Linked DNA regions of Mus musculus: region 1 is linked to region 2. Evidence: chromatin contacts called from public HiChIP or PLAC-seq data. All regions are on one chromosome and are shown on one strand. Each heading gives the region's core, a stretch centred on a gene start, on an enhancer-like site or on the middle of the called end of the contact. The rest is flanking DNA. Distances are from core to core; before and after follow the strand shown.

Region 1 (5,300 bases), core at 2,383-4,882, 310 kb after region 2:
GTAAAACCTTTAAACATGCAGGTCCTGGGATCCCAGTTCATCACACTGGATCAGAATCCGGGACAGTGACCTGCAGAGCATGATGGTGCACACCTGCAGTTAAGTAAAACCAGGACACAGAGGCTGGGACAGAAGGATGTCAAACTCCAAGTTAGCCTGGGTTACACGGTAAGAACCGCTCAAAAAAAAAAAAAAAAAAAAAAAGAATGGTGCAAGAGCCAGGTGTGGTGGCACATGCCTTGAACCACAACACTAAGGAGGCAGAGGCTGCCAGATCTCTATGAGTTCTAGGTCAACCTGGTCTGCATAGTGAGTTCCAGGAGAGTCAGGGCTGTTGTCTTAGAAACAGGCAAACAAGAATGGGGCAAGGATCTAAGTAGTATTTAGACTTTCTAGGGGAGCTTGATGAACCCTGACGTTTGAGGAAGTATTAGGAATCTTTTATAGCTTTATCAGTACAGTTCTACAGAGCCTCTGCCCAGGCCTTTTCTGCAGTGAGAACTCTCAGCAGCTCTAACACCCTCCCTATGCGTCCCAAAAGCCACTTTCTCAAGTTCAATGAGCAAATACCCGTTATCATAAGGAGTTACTCATTCCCAAGCCCACATGCCAAGCCCTTCAGGAATTTAAGAGCCATTGATTCCTACCCCCACACGCACACACTACAGCTTCCCTTTTCTGATCAAAAAAGCTTCAGGTTTCTGTTGAGGCAGGGGATGCTGGGGATTGAACCACTGGTCTTGTGATCTTAGGCAAGCAATCTACCAGCAGAGTTACATTCTCATCCCGGCTCTACCTCGGTCAACTCTATTTCACATGGCACGTTGCCACGGAGAACGTTGAAGCAAAAAGAAAAACACAGATCAAGACTCTGTTAAGAAGCCAGGAATCCACAGCTCACTGTGAACCAAGTCCAGAGTCTCAGTTGGACTTGAGCCTCACCTCACTTTGGAGGGCCGGGACTTGAAGCCTTGCATCTTCAACTGGACCAGGTTATGAGCCCATTCCAGGCTGAGGAGAATTAGAATAATGTGATTAAGCTGATCACTACTCAAAGACACTCTGAGGAGACCATCTCAGTGCCTGTTAAACTCCCTCCATACTGCAAGAGAACAAACCACCAAGGTTTGGAGAAAATGGCAGCCCCAAACCCAAGCAACACCTCTTTGAAAAAAAAAGCTTAAAAGGTATGTAATTTTGGTGGCTAGAGACGTAGCTCAGTTGGGAGAGTTACCTAGCCTGCACAAGGCCCTGGGTTGGATCCTCTGCACTCCATAAGCTTAGGCATGGTTCCTTACATCTATAATCTATAATAATCTATAATCTATAATCCCAGCATTCAGGAGCAGAGACAATAGGATCAGAAGTTCGAGTACATCCTTGGCTATACAGGAAGTTTGAGGCCAGCCTGGGCTACCTTAGACCCTATCTCAAATTCGAAGATAAAATAAAGAATACACTTTTAAGGGCTCTCCTCCCAATTTTCCCTACAATTTAAATGTAAAACATGGTTTTAGTTGAGTAATTGGGTGAAACTGACACTTAAAGAAAAATCTGCTTACTCACTCTGTAGCTTCCCCCATTCCCTGACACATGACCCATCTCCAGTGCAGACCCCTCACCTTGCTCTCTCTTGGAGAGGATCAGGGTAGCCTACAACTATGCAAGCAAGATCAGGAAAAGAAAGGATTGGCTGGTCACAGACAAAGCAATGTGCCCTGGGATGTAGGGCTGTAGGACCAAGAGGCTTGCCCTGTGGGCACTGATGGCTGAGGGAGGACCAAGAGGCTCACCCTGTGGGTACTGATGGCTGGCAGGCACAGCTTGACCTGTTAATCTCCAGACTGCTTTCAGAGAAAAAGAAGATCCCTGACCAAAGCAGGGACTCCAGCTAGGAGGAAATCATCACCCTTTCCCTAATAGCTCTGTGTCTCTAGGACCACTGGGTGAGTGTACATGTGTGTGTGTGTGTGTGTGTGTGTGTGTGCCCTGAAATCAACAGAAAGCTGAGTTGACTGGCTTTGGCAAAATGGCCATCACTGAAGTTAGTGGCTCTCAAGTGGCTGTGGTAATCTCAATCTAGTTTTCAACCTCTCCTGCACACTCTTTACAAAAGCATTAAATTAATTAATTGTGTGTGTGTGTGTGTGTGTGTGTGTGTGTTCTCCAAGCCCACAATGGGGTGTCAGACACCCTGGATCTGGAGCTTCAGGCAGTTGGGAGCCATCTGGAGTGGGTACTGGGAGCATCGAGTGTTCTTGAACCAAGACCTCCAGCCCCTACCTACTACTCTTGTGTTGGTTTTGGTTTTTTGTTGGCTGGGTCTTTCTTTTTTTGAAGGCCAGATCTCGAATAGTCCAGACTACCCTCCAATATTACCCTGAACTACCGATTGTCCTGAAGTATGAGATTCTATTCCTTTTAAATCTAAAACGGGAAGCTTCCAAAAGGGTGTTGCTTGGGTTGGGACTGTCATTTTCTCCAAACTGTCCTCAAAGGCAAACGTACACCTGATTTATTTGGAGCCAAGGATAAAACCCAAGGCTTCTGGTGTGCTGGGGGCACGCTATCAACTGAATATATGCCTGGTCCTCTCTTCTTGTTCTTCTCTCCTCCGTTCTCTAGGGACTCACGGCCATAAATGGAGTTGCTTCCCACCTAAGGAAACAGTGAGTCTGGGAATGATGGGCAGAGGGATAGGTAACAACCGGCCATCCTATCCATCCTTCCACCATCCACTAAAGTGCCCAGTTTTAATGAAAGGCGCAGTTGCTTAAGGCCCAGAGTGCTCCTCCAGTAAATGGAGGCTTTCATACCCTTGAGGTGCACATTGAGCCAGCAAAGTGTTAAACCGCCAATTGTCTTAGGCGCCAAAGTCTCCAACTGGTCAAAGCACCGAGGACTAAGTTAAAATGTAGACACAGGCAGACACAGAATAAAAACTAAGAATAAGATGATTCCTGGGCGCCAGGCACTGTGTGGAGACCGTTCGCTACAAGAGAGGCGAGGAGCGCCCTAAGAAGACGAGAAAGCAAACTTACTTGCAAAAAGAAAAGGCAACACAAGTAGTGCTGGAGTGAGCTTCAGAGAATGTTAACTCAGTGGCTTATCCTCAGTGCGGAGTCCCGGGGGGGCTTTGACTCAGCAAAGGACTGCAGGAGTGCTGTGCACCGTGCGGCACTGCCTGCTCCTCCCCACGTTTCCCAGGTGGCTGCTCCGGTCCGGGACCTCACGCTTCCAGGGCGCGGAGCCAAGTGGCCCAAAGAACCCGCCTCTGGTCACAGCACCCGGTCCCTGAGCCCAAGATCCCCAGCCACAGTCTAGGACAACCGGCAGGAGCCCAAGATTCCCAGGTCCAAGCCTAGGACAGCGGGCGAGCCCAGGATCCCGAGGTTAAGTTCAGGTTTCCAGGCCCCAGCTGCGACCCAGCCTAGGATTCCCCAAATGAAGTCTAGATCTCCAGGTCCGAGCCTAGGACACCTGCCCGGAGCCTAGGACCCACACCCAGACCCCAGAGCCCGCGGCGGAGGTCCGGACCACTGCCCTAAGCCCCTTACCTCTGGTGCGGAGAAAGGCTCTAGACTACGGCGAATGCCACACCCTCGTCCCGGCCGATAGGACCCGCCCAGTCTCGGGGTGGAGACTGAGCCCAAGTTCCTGGTTGTCCCTTTGCCCACAGGAAAGTCCCTCCCCGGAGAAGCGCAGCTAGAGCACGAGAATCGCCCCCAGCACCAGGAGGGGCCTGAGGCAGATCACGCACTCGGCCTTTAACCCCACTGAGGACAGCGAGCCCACTCAGGACCCTGACCCTGCACAACCAGACTCCCAGGGTCTCAGCCTCGCGTCCTGCTGGGGTCGCACAACGTACTTGGGGCCTCGGCGCTCCAGTCTAGAGTGTAACTTGAAAAATCAGAACGTGACATCTGAGGACACAGTCCATGTCCTCCTTTCACATTATAACATACGTTCCAGAAAATTCTCAGCAGTTGCACGCCTCCCTTAAAGAAGACAGATGCAATCCTCAAAGTCAGGGGAAGGGTTCTCGGAGACAGGTACAGGTCACCGTTGGGACCGGGGTTAGAAGCAACTCTGGGTTTCCCACTAAACTTCCAACTGAAGCATTTCTTGGTTGCTAGCCAGCCTGGTTCTGGCTCCTTGCTGGACACGGAGGCACATGCCTCTTGCTACAAGGATAATGAATGCTTGAAGAACAGAGGCAGGTGCAGGCAACAGAGGCTCCACAGGCAACCTCCAATTTCATTTAACAAAGAATGGGTCGCTTTGGGCAGTGTTTGCTCTCTAGCCAACCAAAACCTAGGTGGTCATTATTTTAAATTGTATCAGCAACTGTAGCTAGAGGAGGTGGCTTATTGTGTGGTCAGGAGGAGGAAGGCTGAGGGGGTCAGGAGGAGGAAGGCTGATCTAGACTTGGGCCTGTTTTTTCATGTTCCAAAGTCTATATGTTTCTAAGCTTCCACAAGGGAAGACAAAATTAATCATGGTAATAGGAAGGACAAAATGAAGATTCAAGACTATTGTATCCTTTTAAAAGTAATTACATGCAGGGGAGGTGGGGTGGGGGGTGGATAAAGGTTAGTGTCTAGGAACTGTAGTTAGCCCACAGCTAAGCTGATCTTTATAGCAAGTGCAACCAGGCCACAGGCCTCTGATGTCACTTCTCCCAAAGTCTGCCCTAGCCCAGGTAGGGAAGCCACAGACAGAGGCTTTTACTATTACATATAAATACGTGTGCATTTTACTTATTTTATGTGTACAGATTTTTGTCTGTCTGTATGTCTACACACCAGCATAGGATCCCTTGGCTGCTGGGAATTGAAGACCTGTCTTCGGGGAAGACTCAGTGCTAGTCCCCACCTGAGTCTTTTATGGGAAACAAAGGCCAGGACTCCATCTGACCCAGGCTCATCTGGGATCTGAGGTCTGGGATCAGGGAAGGGCTGACCTCCAGTAGGAGTCTTGACTCTTTCTGAGCTCTGACAGGTGACATGCGACTTCTTCCAACAGATGGCAGGCTCTCCTGGGAATGCCCAGGAGTGCACTAACAGGGCATCTGCATCTTGTCTTACTTCTGGGGACCTGATCTAACCCAGAGCGACAAAACAATGAATAGAGCTGTTCAACTTAAGGACTCAGACTTCACACTAAAGATATCAAAATTAGGCACCACCAGGCACACACATGATGTACCTGCACACTTGCAGACAAAGTACTTGTATACATAAAGTAAAACAATAATTTTTTTATAAATATGAGAAGAGCGCCAGGCAGTGGTGGCGCAC
Region 2 (5,448 bases), core at 2,214-4,713:
GCCAGACATGGTGCTGCATACCTTTAATCCCAGCACTTGGGAGGCAGTTTCAGAAAAACCTCTGTGAGTTCAAGGCCATCCTGGTCTCTAGGCTAGCCAGAGTTACATAGTAAGACCCAGTCTCAAAAAAAAAAAAAAAAAAAAAAAAAAAAAAGAAAAGAAAAAGAAAAAGAAGAAGAAGAAGAGTTGGGTCCTGTCTCTCAGGGCAAACTAGAAGGTGTCCTTTAGGCCAACTTGCTTGTCACATGGATTTCATTCCTATAAGTCTTTCCAATTCCTAGGATTCTCAACCTTTCTCCCTTTCAATTTTTTTTCTTTCTTTCTTTTTTTTTTCTTCTCACTCTGGCCCTGCTTGCTCCCACCAATGATTTATTTATTATATGTAAGCACACTGTAGCTGTCTTCAGACACTCCAGAAGAGGGCATCAGAACTCATGGTTGTAATGCCACCATGTGGTTGCTAGGATTTGAACTCAGGACCTCCAGAAGAGCAGTCAGTGCTCTTAAGTGCTGAACCATCTCTCCAGCCCCCTCCCTTTCAGTTTTTTAGGGCTGGGAACTGAACCTTGGGCTTGGATATGCCAGGCAAGCACCCTACCAAGTAAATGTTCTTCCAGAAAACCCAGGTTTAATTCCTAGCATTCACATGGAAGCTCACAACTCTCTGTAACTCCAGTTCCAGGCGATCAGATACCCTCACACAGACATACATGCAAGCAAAATACCAATGCACATAAAATTAAATAAGTCATTAAAAAGAAAAGGCATTGCTGGGCGGTGGTGGCGCACGCCTTTAGTCCCAGCACTTGGGAGGCAGAGGCAGGCAGATTTCTGAGTTTGAGGCCAGCCTGGTCTACAAAGTGCTTCAGGCGGTTACCCTCAGATTTGCCCTATAAAGTGAGTATTATTTCCATTTTGTTGATCAAAACATGGAAGCAGCTGAAGATGCAACATCATTGGCAGAGTTCACTGCATAAGCCTGGCGTCGTGGTGCACACTTGTAGTCTCAGTATTTTGGAAGTGGAGGCAGGAGGACCAAGAGTTCACAGTCATTCTCAGCTACGTGGTAGGTTTGAAACTAGCCTGGGATACTTGAGCCCTTGTCTCAAAAGCAAACAAACAACAAAGTAACAAGAAATAGGTGGGCGGACAGGCGCGTGTAGAGTGCTTACCCAGCATGTCCAAAGCCCTGGCTTCAGTTCCCAGTACCATACAAAAAGAGAGAAGCAAAGAAAAGGGGGGGGGGGGCCGGCGTTCTTTTCCATCCTTGGACTTATGAAGGCAGGATGGGTTACTGTGGCCTCTACTGGAGTCTCCATCCAAAGAAACTCCATCCGGGTTCCAGTTCCTGCCACAGCTGCTCAAACCCTTGGCAGGGTTTCCATCAGCCCTGGAAGGACAGAGCCTTTGTTACGCTTGACTAAGCCACCTATCCTGATGAATTATTCGAGACTCAGTGAATTGAGACCATGCTAGTCTTTAGACATAAAAAAGTAAGTAAAGAGAAAAAGAAAGGAAGAAGAAGAAGAAGGAGGAGGAGGAGGAGGAGGAGGGGGAGGAGGCTGTAACTTGCAGGGTCACACAGCCTAGTAAGGGACTGAGGAATATATGTGAGTTAGGATTCCAGATCTGTCCAGCATCCACATTCTAGGCTCCAGCCCTGTTCAGTCCAGTTCGCATGCACACATGGTCACTGAGCACTTGAAATGTGGCCAGCCTGATTTTACTGAACCAAGTACAAAAGATAAAGAACACGTGCCAAGTTGGTTTTGCATGTAAATTAGTTACATGTTAAAATAAGTTTTGGAGCATCAAGTAAAATATTTTAAAAATAACTTTATTTTTGCCATTCTCATTATTGAGTGTGGATGAGGGTGTGTATATGAGTGCATGCGACTGCAGGAATGCGAAACATGACTTCATGCATTTTCCCTTACAGGAGCTCCTGGGATCGAACTCAGGTTCTCTGGCTTGTAGTTCTGCTACAGAGCCACCTTGGTAGCCCAAAGGAAAGGATCTTTTGTTTTTACATTATCTATTTATTCACTTATTTCTTTTCCACACAGGGAATTAAACCGAGGGCTCTTCTCTTATCCCTCAGCCTTCCTTTTACTTTGTTTACCTTTTTTTTTAAAAGATTTTATTTATTTATTATATGTAAGTACACTGTAGCTATCTTCAGATCTCATTACGGGTGGTTGTGAGCCACCATGTCCTTGCTGGGATTTAAACTCACAACCTCCGGAAGAGCAGTCAGTGCTCTTAACCCCTGAGCTATCTCACCAACCACCCTTTTTTGCCTTTTAAGAAAGGATCTGGCCCTCAACTTCTGGAGCAGAAATGTAAACTTTATATCTGCCTGTCTCCACTTCCCAAGTGCTGGGATTTCTGGCCTGTGCCCACATCAGGAGGTTTGCCACTATATATTTGTTTGTTTGTTTGTTTTTTAAGGAATGCTCTTATCAAATGTTACAACATAGATAAAACACTGGGCTAAGCAAGACGCGCCTGAGCAAGGACGAGTATCCAAGCTCCTGCTTACACACACTATGTTGACTGGGCAAATTCCTGGAGGTAGAGGCAAGAGCAAGAAAAGGGAAGTGAGCAACAAATGGGCATGGAGGAAAGGAGGTTGCTGAGCTGGGGCGGGCCTGGGAGGGCACAGCGCAGGCGCAAACGTCTTTGTCTGCTTAAGGCGGAGTTGCTAGGTCCCAGACTTACTGCACAGAGCGTGCTGGTCTGGCTTTGTACTACCGTGTTTACTCAGGGAGCGTTGGGAACCCCTCTTCCTCCGCCCCCACTGTCCCTCTGTGAGCACGAAGAGGGCCTCATGGCAAACATGCAGTGCCTGCACACCCTCCGTGAGGCCCCACAACAGAGTACACACACAAACACTGCCTGCAGGCGCACATCACACAGTGATATAGCTCACACACCATCCAGTTTCTCAGGCACACCACACGAAGTTGTGGTGTTTACTTTAGTTTGCAGGCGGGCACTCTGCCCCCTGCCTTCTGCTCTTAGCTCTTACCAAGTAGCTTTAGTGAGGACGGAGGCCACCGGTGTCCCAATCCCTTTGTTTCCTGGTCTTGCATCACAGGCCTGCAAGATGCCTGCCGCCAACCCGCAGCCAGAGCACCCCATAGTGATTCTTGGCCAGACGGGCTCCCTGCAGGCTCTGGCCTCACTCATCCCGACTTTCTCCTTACAGGAGCACCAACCTGGACCACGTGCTGACCTGCTTGGGCCCTGAACGCCTCCTCTTGCAGAAACTTGGTTAGCTGAGCCTCTCTCACGCTTCCAGTTTTATTCTTAGTAAGGAGAGACGCTGCCTTAGCTTCCTCTTCTTCCATCTGCTGCACAGTTTAACAATCCTTTGTAATTGCTTGGTTACTGTGTGCCCATGTAAAGGGACAGACAGAAGTCCTGTCTGCTAACCACTGGCTTCCCTCCCCAGGGACGGCAGCAGAAAAGATAGAGTTTGCTTGGCAGCGACTGCAGCGTCTCAAAGGCACCTGCTCTCTCTGGCTGTCCTCTGCAGGCTCTGCTGCCAAACTACCTTGACTAAGGGATCCTGTGGGACTCACTTGTCACCTTGCCAGGTCAAAGCACCAGCCTGACTGTCCCTCACAATGCCCTATCCACCTCTTATCAAACCATTGGTTGTTGAGCCAGTCCCCAAATAGCAAACAATCCAAGGAAGAGCCCCTGGGTTCCAGGAGGTGGACTTTCGTTTATTGCTCTGGCCTAGAGCATTGGAGCCCTAGGATAGGATGTGGGCCTTGCCCCATATTTCATTTCTGAGTTCTTCATATTTTTAAAAGAATTATTTATTTATTATTATTATTATTTGTATATCAGTACATTGTAGCTGTATTGAGTTACACCAGGAGAGGACATCTGATCACTTTACAGATGACGGTTGTGAGCCACCATGTGGTTGTTGGGAATTGAACTCAGGACCTCTGGAAGAGCAGAGGATGGTTCCTAACCACTGAGCCATCTCTCTAGCTCCTTCATTTTGTTTTATTTCCTTTTTTTCATCTTGCTGGGGTTTGCTGAGGTTGCTGTTGTTGGGTTTGTTTGTTTGTTTGTTTTGGTTTAGTTTGGTTTAGTTTGATTTGATTTGGTTTTTCAAGACAGGGTTTCTCTGTTTAGCCCTGGCTGACCTGGAATTCACTCTGTAGACCAGGCTGTCCTGGAACTCACAGAGATCTGCCTGCCTCTGCCTCCCAAGTGCTGGGGTTAAAGACATGCCCCAGTTTAAAAATAAATAATTTTAGGCCGGGCATGGTGGCGCATGCCTTTAATCCCAGCACTTGGGAAGCAGAGGCAGGCGGATTTCTGAGTTTGAGGCCAGCCTGGTCTACAAAGTGAGTTCCAGGACAGCCAGGGATATACAGAGAAACTCTGTCTAGAAAAACCAAATAAATAATTAAATAAATAAATTTAAATAAGAAACTAAAACAAAACAGAGGGACAAGGAGGCATAGGACTTTAACCCCAGCACTCTCCTGTCAGTCACAAGGCAGAGAGGCAGAGCTCTGAGTTCAAGACCAGCCTGGTTGACAGAGTGAGTTCCAGGATACCCAGGACTATACAGAGAAACCCTGTCTTAAAAAAACAAAATAAATAGACAAAATAAGGGGCTGAAGAGATGGCTCAGAGGTTGAGAGCACCACCTGCTCTTCCAGAGGTCCTGAGTTCAATTCCCAGCAACCACATGGTGGCTCACAATCATCTATAATGGGGATCTGGTGCCCTCTTCTGGTGTGTGTCTGAAGAAGGCTACAGTATACTCATATAAATAAGATAAATAAATTCTTTTTAAAAATAGACAAAATAATAAAAATGATTTATTATTGTGGGTGGGTACCAACACATGTAGGGGCCAGAGAATAACTCTGGGTCGGTTCTCCCCCCTTTACATGCCGTCCGGGGGCTGAGTTCAGCTCTCCAGGCATGCTCAGCAAGTCCCTTGACACTGAGCCACCTTGCTAGCCCTGTTTTGTTTTGTTTTTAATTTCAACTAGCCATTTTAAAGATCAATATTTTTTTATTTAGATAGGAACACATTACATGTAACCCTGACTGACCTGAACTTACTATGCAACCAAGGCTGGTCTTGAACTCACAGACATTTGCACGGCTCTGCCTCCTTTTTTTGAAGGCTTGGTGTCAGGGTCTGTTACCCAGTGAGCTATCATGTTCTCCCCATCCCCTTTTGCCCTGGTTGTTTAATGCTACCTTCACCAGGCAGGTACTGCACCGACTGTACAGCACTGGTTCCAGGGCTCAGCTGCTAACAGAGCAACAGGGTCCTGGAATACACCCTTCCTGGGCTCAGCAAGTTCTGCTTCCAAAAGAGGAAGCCTAACAGAGACCTGAGCCTCTGCCACCCCTAAGAGGGGGAACTTACCTCAGCCTGATGTATCTGCTCACTCTAGT

Evidence for each region. HiChIP or PLAC-seq counts read pairs in DNA pulled down with a chosen protein or histone mark.
Region 1: an H3K27ac HiChIP or PLAC-seq map of bone marrow-derived dendritic cells shows a contact between it and region 2, with 2.6 times the contacts expected there. The contact joins the promoter of Anxa4 here to the promoter of 2310040G24Rik in region 2. A contact is called at or near these places in 5 of 115 datasets of contacts at active chromatin or transcription factors (bone marrow-derived dendritic cells, bone marrow-derived macrophages, embryonic stem cells and 2 more).

Annotation. Positions count from the first base shown.
Region 1 is chr6:86,789,952-86,795,251 of GRCm38.p6, forward strand. Anxa4 (annexin A4) reads right to left here and starts at 3,633. Exons shown (of 13, transcript NM_013471.2): 1 at 3,558-3,633.
Region 2 is chr6:86,484,764-86,490,211 of GRCm38.p6, forward strand. It overlaps 2310040G24Rik (RIKEN cDNA 2310040G24 gene), which reads right to left and starts at 3,464. Exons shown (of 2, transcript NR_040293.1): 1 at 3,239-3,464.